2 separate regions of the Mus musculus genome follow, and region 1 is linked to region 2. The links are chromatin contacts, called in public promoter capture Hi-C maps. All regions are on one chromosome and are shown on one strand. Each heading gives the region's core, a stretch centred on a gene start, on an enhancer-like site or on the middle of the called end of the contact. The rest is flanking DNA. Distances are from core to core; before and after follow the strand shown. Region 1 holds the start of Setd2 (SET domain containing 2). Region 2 holds the start of Pcbp4 (poly(rC) binding protein 4).

What was found. Promoter capture Hi-C pulls out the DNA fragments that hold promoters and counts their contacts.
Region 1: a contact with region 2 is called in a promoter capture Hi-C map of cranial neural crest. The contact joins the promoter of Setd2 here to the promoter of Pcbp4 in region 2.

What each region holds. Positions count from the first base shown.
Region 1 is chr9:110,530,973-110,534,426 of GRCm38.p6, forward strand. Setd2 (SET domain containing 2) reads left to right here and starts at 1,625. Exons shown (of 21, transcript NM_001081340.2): 1 at 1,625-1,780. The coding sequence starts at 1,707.
Region 2 is chr9:106,451,730-106,455,210 of GRCm38.p6, forward strand. Pcbp4 (poly(rC) binding protein 4) reads left to right here and starts at 2,109. Exons shown (of 13, transcript NM_021567.5): 1 at 2,109-2,278. It overlaps Abhd14b (abhydrolase domain containing 14b), which reads left to right. Exons shown (of 4, transcript NM_029631.3): 4 at 255-1,189. The coding sequence ends at 434.

The sequences.
Region 1 (3,454 bases), core at 375-2,874, 4.1 Mb after region 2:
ATAGCAAGTTTCAGCCACAAAGGAAAGCTCACCAATGAATGCAAAACAAAATGGTCGTGGGAGACTGAAACCTAGAGCGGGTTTTGTTTTGTTTTTGGTGGACCTTGAACTTCCATGATATGAGTAAAAGTTACCAGGAAAAAAAAAATCCAGATTAACCTCTAAACAAAATGATAAAAAAATTCTGCTAGCCTACATACAAGTGAAAAAAAATGTAAATGCATGGTAGATGGCTCAGTGAGTAAAGGCACTTTCTGCCTAGCCTTATGATGTAAGTTACAGGACCCACATGGGAGACAAAAATGGACTCACTGTTATCCTCTGATCTCCACGTGCGCATGTGTGTGGCTCAACACATACCATTCCTATAAAAACAATTTTAAAAATACATTTTAGGCTGGGCAGTGGTGGCACACGCCTTTAACCCCAGCACATGGGAGGCAGAGGCAGATGGATTTGAGTTCTAGGCCACAGGAAAAACCCTGTCTTGAAAAACAAAACAAAAAACCTAGAATCCCAGCACCCAAGAGGTTGTAGGCAGGATGAAGCATTCAAGTGTTCAGGGTAAGTCTTAACTACAGAAGATGTTTGTCTAAACAATACGGCCAAGTTAGCTAGTGAAGGATTCTGTTAGATCACATTTCAATTTATTGGTGATTCCAATTAAAAAATTAGTGGCTAATCAAAGAAAATTCCACAAAAGATCTCAACTATCTAATCTGCCACTTTCATGATAAGCAACTGCTATAAATTCAGCGAGGTGTAAATTAGCTAATAGTTTCACGAAATCCTGCTAATCCAGAAATAAAAAGTTTCTAGTTTAATCTAACTTTTTTTTTTTTTTTTAGTAAGACTAATTAATAACCTTTTCCTCAGGACCACCCCCCCCCCCCAGGTCTAACAAACATAGCCTCTCTGACTTTTAGGGCGAGGGCAGAATACCGCGGTGAGGTGGTTTCGGTGGGAACACGGTGGTGGGGGCTGCGGGAGGCTGGCGGGCGGAGGGCGTGTCCGAGAAGCCCAGGCTGAGAAGCAGCCCCTGCTTAGCTTGGTTTTCGGTGCGCGGCCGAGAGCCAGTTGAAGGGGCGAGAGAGACCGAATAAAGGAGCAAGCGGGCGAGGGCGGCAGCTGCGCTACCTCAGTGCCCGGAGGCCAGGCTCTCCCAGGGCTTCGAAGGATGAAGGCGGGTGTCCTGACGGCCTTGGGCTGTTCCCGGGACGGACGCTGTCCAGGGAGGGGCAGCGGTGGCTCCCCTCCAGCTCCGGGACCCGCCTCCAACACTCGGCCCCGGGACTTATTGTTCCGGGAGGCCGCAGGCTAGGCCTGGCCTGGCCGGCGGGTTGTACCCCGCCCCTGCCAGGGTCGGTGGTGCTGGCGCGCCGACTGGCGGCCGGTGGGCTGCCCTGTGCGTGTCTCTTTAAGGGGCTGGGCCTGCAAGGCTGCAGGGCGGGCGGGGTGCGCGTCGCTTCGGGAGTGAGTGTGTGAGGGTGAGAGCGGCGGGCGGGCGGTTGCTGGAGGGAGGGAGGGAGGGAGGGAGCGAGCGAGAGAGCGAGAGAGCGGGCGGGCGGGCCAGCCAGCCAGCCAGCGACGCCGGCCGCCCCTGCCGCCGCCGCGATCGGACCAGCGGCCGCCTCCCCTCCGGTCCCCTCCCCCGCATCGGCCTGCCGCGGGGAGGGGGCTAGCGTCGCCGCCTCCAGCCGCTCCTCATGAAGCCGCTGCCGTCGCAGCAGCCGCCACCGAAGATGGGGGATTTCTACGATCCCGAGCACCCGACCCCTGAGTAAGTCTCTGCTCCGCGGTCTCCCGCTGTCGTTGGTCGCTCCAGCCCGAGGGCGGCGCGTCCTGACCGGTGGCGGCGCGCGGAGTAACGGGCCCCGGGCGGCTTCTCGCGGTCGTGGTGGAGGGCAGGCCGGGCGGAGCTCCTGGAGGCCGCCTCGCTTGGCCTCGGCTGGCCCGGCGGTTGGGCCTGGCGCGGAGAAGGCTGCTCGCGTCGCCGCGGCGGTTGGGGCGGGCGGCCCGGTGGGGGAGGGGCGGCCACGGCCTCCTCTGCCGTTGCCGCGTCCTCGGTCGGCCTGCTTAGGTTCGGCGTTCCGCGCAGCTCCTCCAGGACACTCGGTGGCGTCCCGGGCTTCTGTTGCAAACCACGGTGCATAGTCCGAGGCGCCGCAAAGGCCGACGCCGGCGTCAGGGCGCCGGCTCGTGTAGGCCGAGAATCCTCGGGCTCGGGTGGAAGCTCGGCCCATCGCCCGGCCTATCGGTGACGGCAACTCGGACCGGAAGGGCCTACCGCGCGTCTCCCCGCTTCGATCCGCGGAGGAGACCCGCGTTGCATTCCCGGTTTTGATATTATTTTTGTTTTTTGTTTTCCCTCCTCCTTGGACACTCAATTCTGGCCCAGTAGAGCGATGAGCTTCATATTCTGCACCTTTGGCGCTTGGGTTTTGTAATGGTGGCAAGGTTTGTCTGGTCCCGTTGTTGAGGTGACAGCAGTTTTGTTTTTTAACCTGAAAGTGAAAACCTGGCAAACATTTCTTGATTATGATGCTTGAACACTTTGGCGTCCTATTTCTTAGGTAATAGAATCTAGAATCTTATCTACAAGGATGGCTTTACTGCGTGTGAAGATTTAGTTAAGAGACCCTTTGTATAGTCTTCTCTAAAGAAGATAGTGTACTTGTAAAGCGAAATACAGTTTTGTCGTATAGTTTCTTTTCAGTACACCTAGGGCATTTTTATATTTCTGTTGGGTGTCAGATGGTGGTGTACACCTGAGATACCAACTGAATTAGGATTGCAGGCAGGCTTCCTCAAAACAACAACATAAGTAAAAAAGCAAGCTTCCACTTCAGAGTCAGGAGTCCGTGCGAAGCTTCCCTAAGCCCTCACAAGATCATTTTGTTGTTTTTAGATAAATGGTTTCACCTTGTTGCCTAGGCTGCTCTTGAATTTACTGTGGCTGGCCTCGAACCTGGGATCCTTCCTCTTCAGCTTCTTCAGTGCTGGGATTGCAGGTGCTGACAACTAAGAAAAACCATTGTTTTACCTCAATTTGCTTGTATTGATGTCTGCACATAGCAACAAAATTCATTCCCAAGTTAAGGTTTGAAGGGATGTCTAGTGAAAAACAAAACTTTTCACTAAATTACCACATTACACATTTTTGGGGGAACCTTTGCCAAAGTTTTTCACCTTGGCTCAGAAACATTTGGATCTTACTTAATAGTTCTTTAGTGTTGTAACACAAAAGTTATTTTGTTGGAGTGTTATCTCCACACACAAAGCAAAATCCTCATGTTGCCTTAAAATAAAATTTCATTGGGAAAATTTTGACAATCCTGTTTTTGACCCAAGAACAGCCTGAGTAGTTTTATACTTGTTTTCTAAGTTTACAGAAGCCCTTTAGTGGCCCATCTTAGTTTGTCTTTACTTGACAGATAATCTTGGTACCCAGACC
Region 2 (3,481 bases), core at 859-3,358:
GAGCTGGGTAACCAATGGGGTGGTTTCTGGGGAGACCCCTTTTGGTTGACTTAGCTGATTGTTTCGCCAATCCCTGTATAAGACTGTGTGCTGGGGAAACCACAAACCAAGGTCTCCATCCACTGCATCAGCACCGCCTCTCCTCCTCAGGAGGGCAGGAAGAGACTGAAGAGGTGGTGAGGCCTGAAGCTAACCTTTAGAAGCTGGGCTGGTACGACCAGCCCCCGATTCTGTTCTCCTTTCCTTCCCCTCAGACTCCAGCTCTCATTGTATATGGAGACCAGGACCCCATGGGCTCCTCCAGCTTTCAACACCTGAAGCAGCTGCCCAACCACAGAGTGCTGGTCATGGAAGGGGCAGGGCATCCCTGTTACTTGGACAAGCCTGATGAGTGGCATAAGGGGCTGCTGGATTTCCTGCAAGGGCTAGCCTGAGACTCAGTCCTGATGATAGGAGGTTACAGACTGCCTGCTCTAGGATCTCTTGCTGTCTTCTCCTGGTCTCTGGCTTCTGCCTCACCTGCAACAGGTCTGTCTATACATCTGTCTGGGTTGCTGTCATTTCTGTTTTTCTCTTGCAGTGACAGATCAGATCAAGGCGGTAAATCAAGTGGAAAAAGCGTCGGGTTCAAGGGGAGAACTCTGATTGTGGGTAATCCATAAGCTTCCTCTACAGGCTCCCCGCTTGGTTCTCACTTCTGCCTTACTTCACTTTCTGATCCATCTCTCTCTTCAGCCGCTCCACAGGACAGCCATTCCTTCTGCCGCCCACCCCCCTTAGACCACAGACAGCATATGGGTATTGCTTGTTTAGATCCATCCCACACCCAGACAGAACCTTTCCCTTGGGAGCAGCACAGGGGTCCCACATTCTTGTGTAGTTTGCACAGGTACATGTGCAGTTTCCTGAAGGATGGAGGGAATCTTTGTAAACAGAGATCCACTTGCCAGGATAAAAATGTGGCCACCGCTAGATTTCTCTTACCTACCCGTTGCAACTGGTCCCAGACCAGAATGGCCTCCTCAGAAGGGGAGGTGCTCTTCAAATCTCCCTTAGGGGCTGCATACCTCCCCAGGTAATCAAGCACGGATCTTCTCAGCCAAGCCCATTTCCTGCCCTGAGGTTTGGGAGTGGGATAAGGAGAGGAGACCGACTTCGGAGGTCCCTGAAATAAAGTGATACAATTAGACCTCACATGCTTTTGCTGTCTCCGGAGCGCCGCCCCTCCCCCTTCCCCTTGGGACTGCCACTGTGGGCTCCTCCCCCACCCTGGCGGGACCAAATGGTCCCCCTGCCCTTTGTCCACTAGGCCAGATGGAGGGAAAGGGAGATTGGATTCCCCTCCCCACCCACATACATCCAGGTGCCAAGAGACTCAGCTGAGGGGGGAGGTGTAGGTCAGTGGGACCTATATGAGCCGATTACTGAAAGGGGGAGAATATCTGCTCTGAGATGGGGGAAGGGCAGGCTCAATTCCCCCCCCCCCCCACACACCCACCCACACACATATACACACACACACACAACCTATCCCTTTCCTAGTAAAGGAGTTAATGGCACTCTGACCCTAGCTCCAAAAGGAATTTGGCAGGAGATTGGAAGGATCACGGGACAGGTTGTTTAAGGGCCAAACGGCTCTCATGCCCCTCCTCCAGCTGGTCGGGTAGCCTCTCCTGGGAGGACCAGGACCAGGGTCGGACAGTGCGGACGCCGGAGGTAGCGGGTCTAGGTGGGCTGGACCCCGGAGTGAAGGATGGTGAAGAAGCAAGAGCCGGGGCAGGGCAGAGGGCTGTGGGACAGAAGCCGGGAGGCGCGGCCAGGACTGAGATGAAGGCTGCGGGGAGCTCCGCAGAAGCGCTGGGCGGGAAGGACAGGCCGGGAGAGAGCCATACAGGGAGGATCCGGGGCCCCTGGTGAGCCGCATGGGAAGGGTCCATCGCTCCCTCCCGGAAACGACGGATGCTCGGGGCGCCGGACCGCGCGGGGCGGGGCGGGGCGGGGCGGGGCGGGCGGCTGCGGCACTGGGGCTGCTGGGGCGGGCCCGCCGCGCTGTAATCGGATCCGGGGAGGGGGCGGGGCGGGGCCGGGCCAGGCGGGCCGGGGGGTGGGGGTGGGGGGGCGCGGAGCCGGGCTCCGGGCCGGCCGGGCTCCGCGCCTGTCAAACCCCTCATTGTTCGCAGCTGATGTCACTCGCAGTTGTGAGCGGCCGCCTTTCCCGGGGACAATGTGGGACTGAGCGGCCCAGCCGCTGCCGCCGCCGCAGAACAGCCCCAGCGAGGTAAGGCGCGGGCCGGGCGGGGCACCGCGGGCCATTGAAGTTTGGGGGTTCGCTGGGGGGGGGCGGGGAATCGGCTCCAGTGTGCACCCGATCGCGGTCCTGGGGGGGGGGGCGCTGCGAAGAACACGTTTTCTGTCCAATGCGGCTGAGGCCTGTACAGGTGGGGGGCGTTGGTTTTCCAGGGGAACACCCCACTACAGGGAGGGGTTTCTTGGACCTTGGGTACCAGGTTTGAAGCTCTCATCCTGTTTGCCGTTTCTGTCCTTTGAGCTCTCAGTTCTGGACCTCATGTCCCGGGTTCGGGTTCTACTTCGTCCCTGTTCTCATCTGCCACTCTCTGCAGCTCCTGGCTCTCACACACACCCCTTCCCATTCTCTGCAGTCCTTCGGGGAGCCAGACACAGACCTCCAGGCCAAGGTGGATGGAGATAGTTGGGAGCACAGTGTTCTCCCCCCTTCCTGTGGCTCTTCATCTCCAGCTCTGACCTAGCTTCTTGGCTGGGGTACTGGGGATGGAGGTGAAGGGACTCCGCCACATACTTAAACCTGGCCTTCAGGCATCCCTGGCTAGGAGAGGGAGGTGCCCACCTCCTCACACTCCTAAACCAGGCCCGCCATCTTGAGACCTGTGGCACCCAGAGCCCCGCCCCACCCCGGCACCCAAGGGAATGGTCCTCCAGGGGATGTACCTTGGTCCTTTCACACCCCTTCTCTCAGAATGTGTGGCTTTGGGTTCCCACCAAGCCAAAGACGTTACCTTCTCCCTGGACCAACAAGGCATGTGTCCCCAGGGTTCCTGTCTTCCCTATAAACACACTAAGCTTTGGTCAGGAGTTATCTCTGGCGTTCAGTGTTCAGTGGGGTCACCCTGGTGGCCTCAGGGCCAACATCTGGGAGGGTCTATTGTTTTTTCCATTTGAGAGTATTATCTTTCTAGGTCCTGGAACCCCTTCTTGTTTCAAAGCACCCCTATCCCAGCCCCCACCCCGTAGCCTTCATCAGCACGCAGGCTCAGGCTGCCCAAACACAAGGGGATTGTTCTCTTTGCATGCTCAGGGTGGGGGGCTGGGAGCGGGCGGCCCACACACCCTGGCAGGCCCAGGCTGCAGAGAGGATGGCTTGCCCCACCCTGTGTCCCCAGACAGGCTCTGTCCACCCGCCCACTCTCCTCCAGCCTCCATTCCCAGTTCCTAGCTCCTGAAG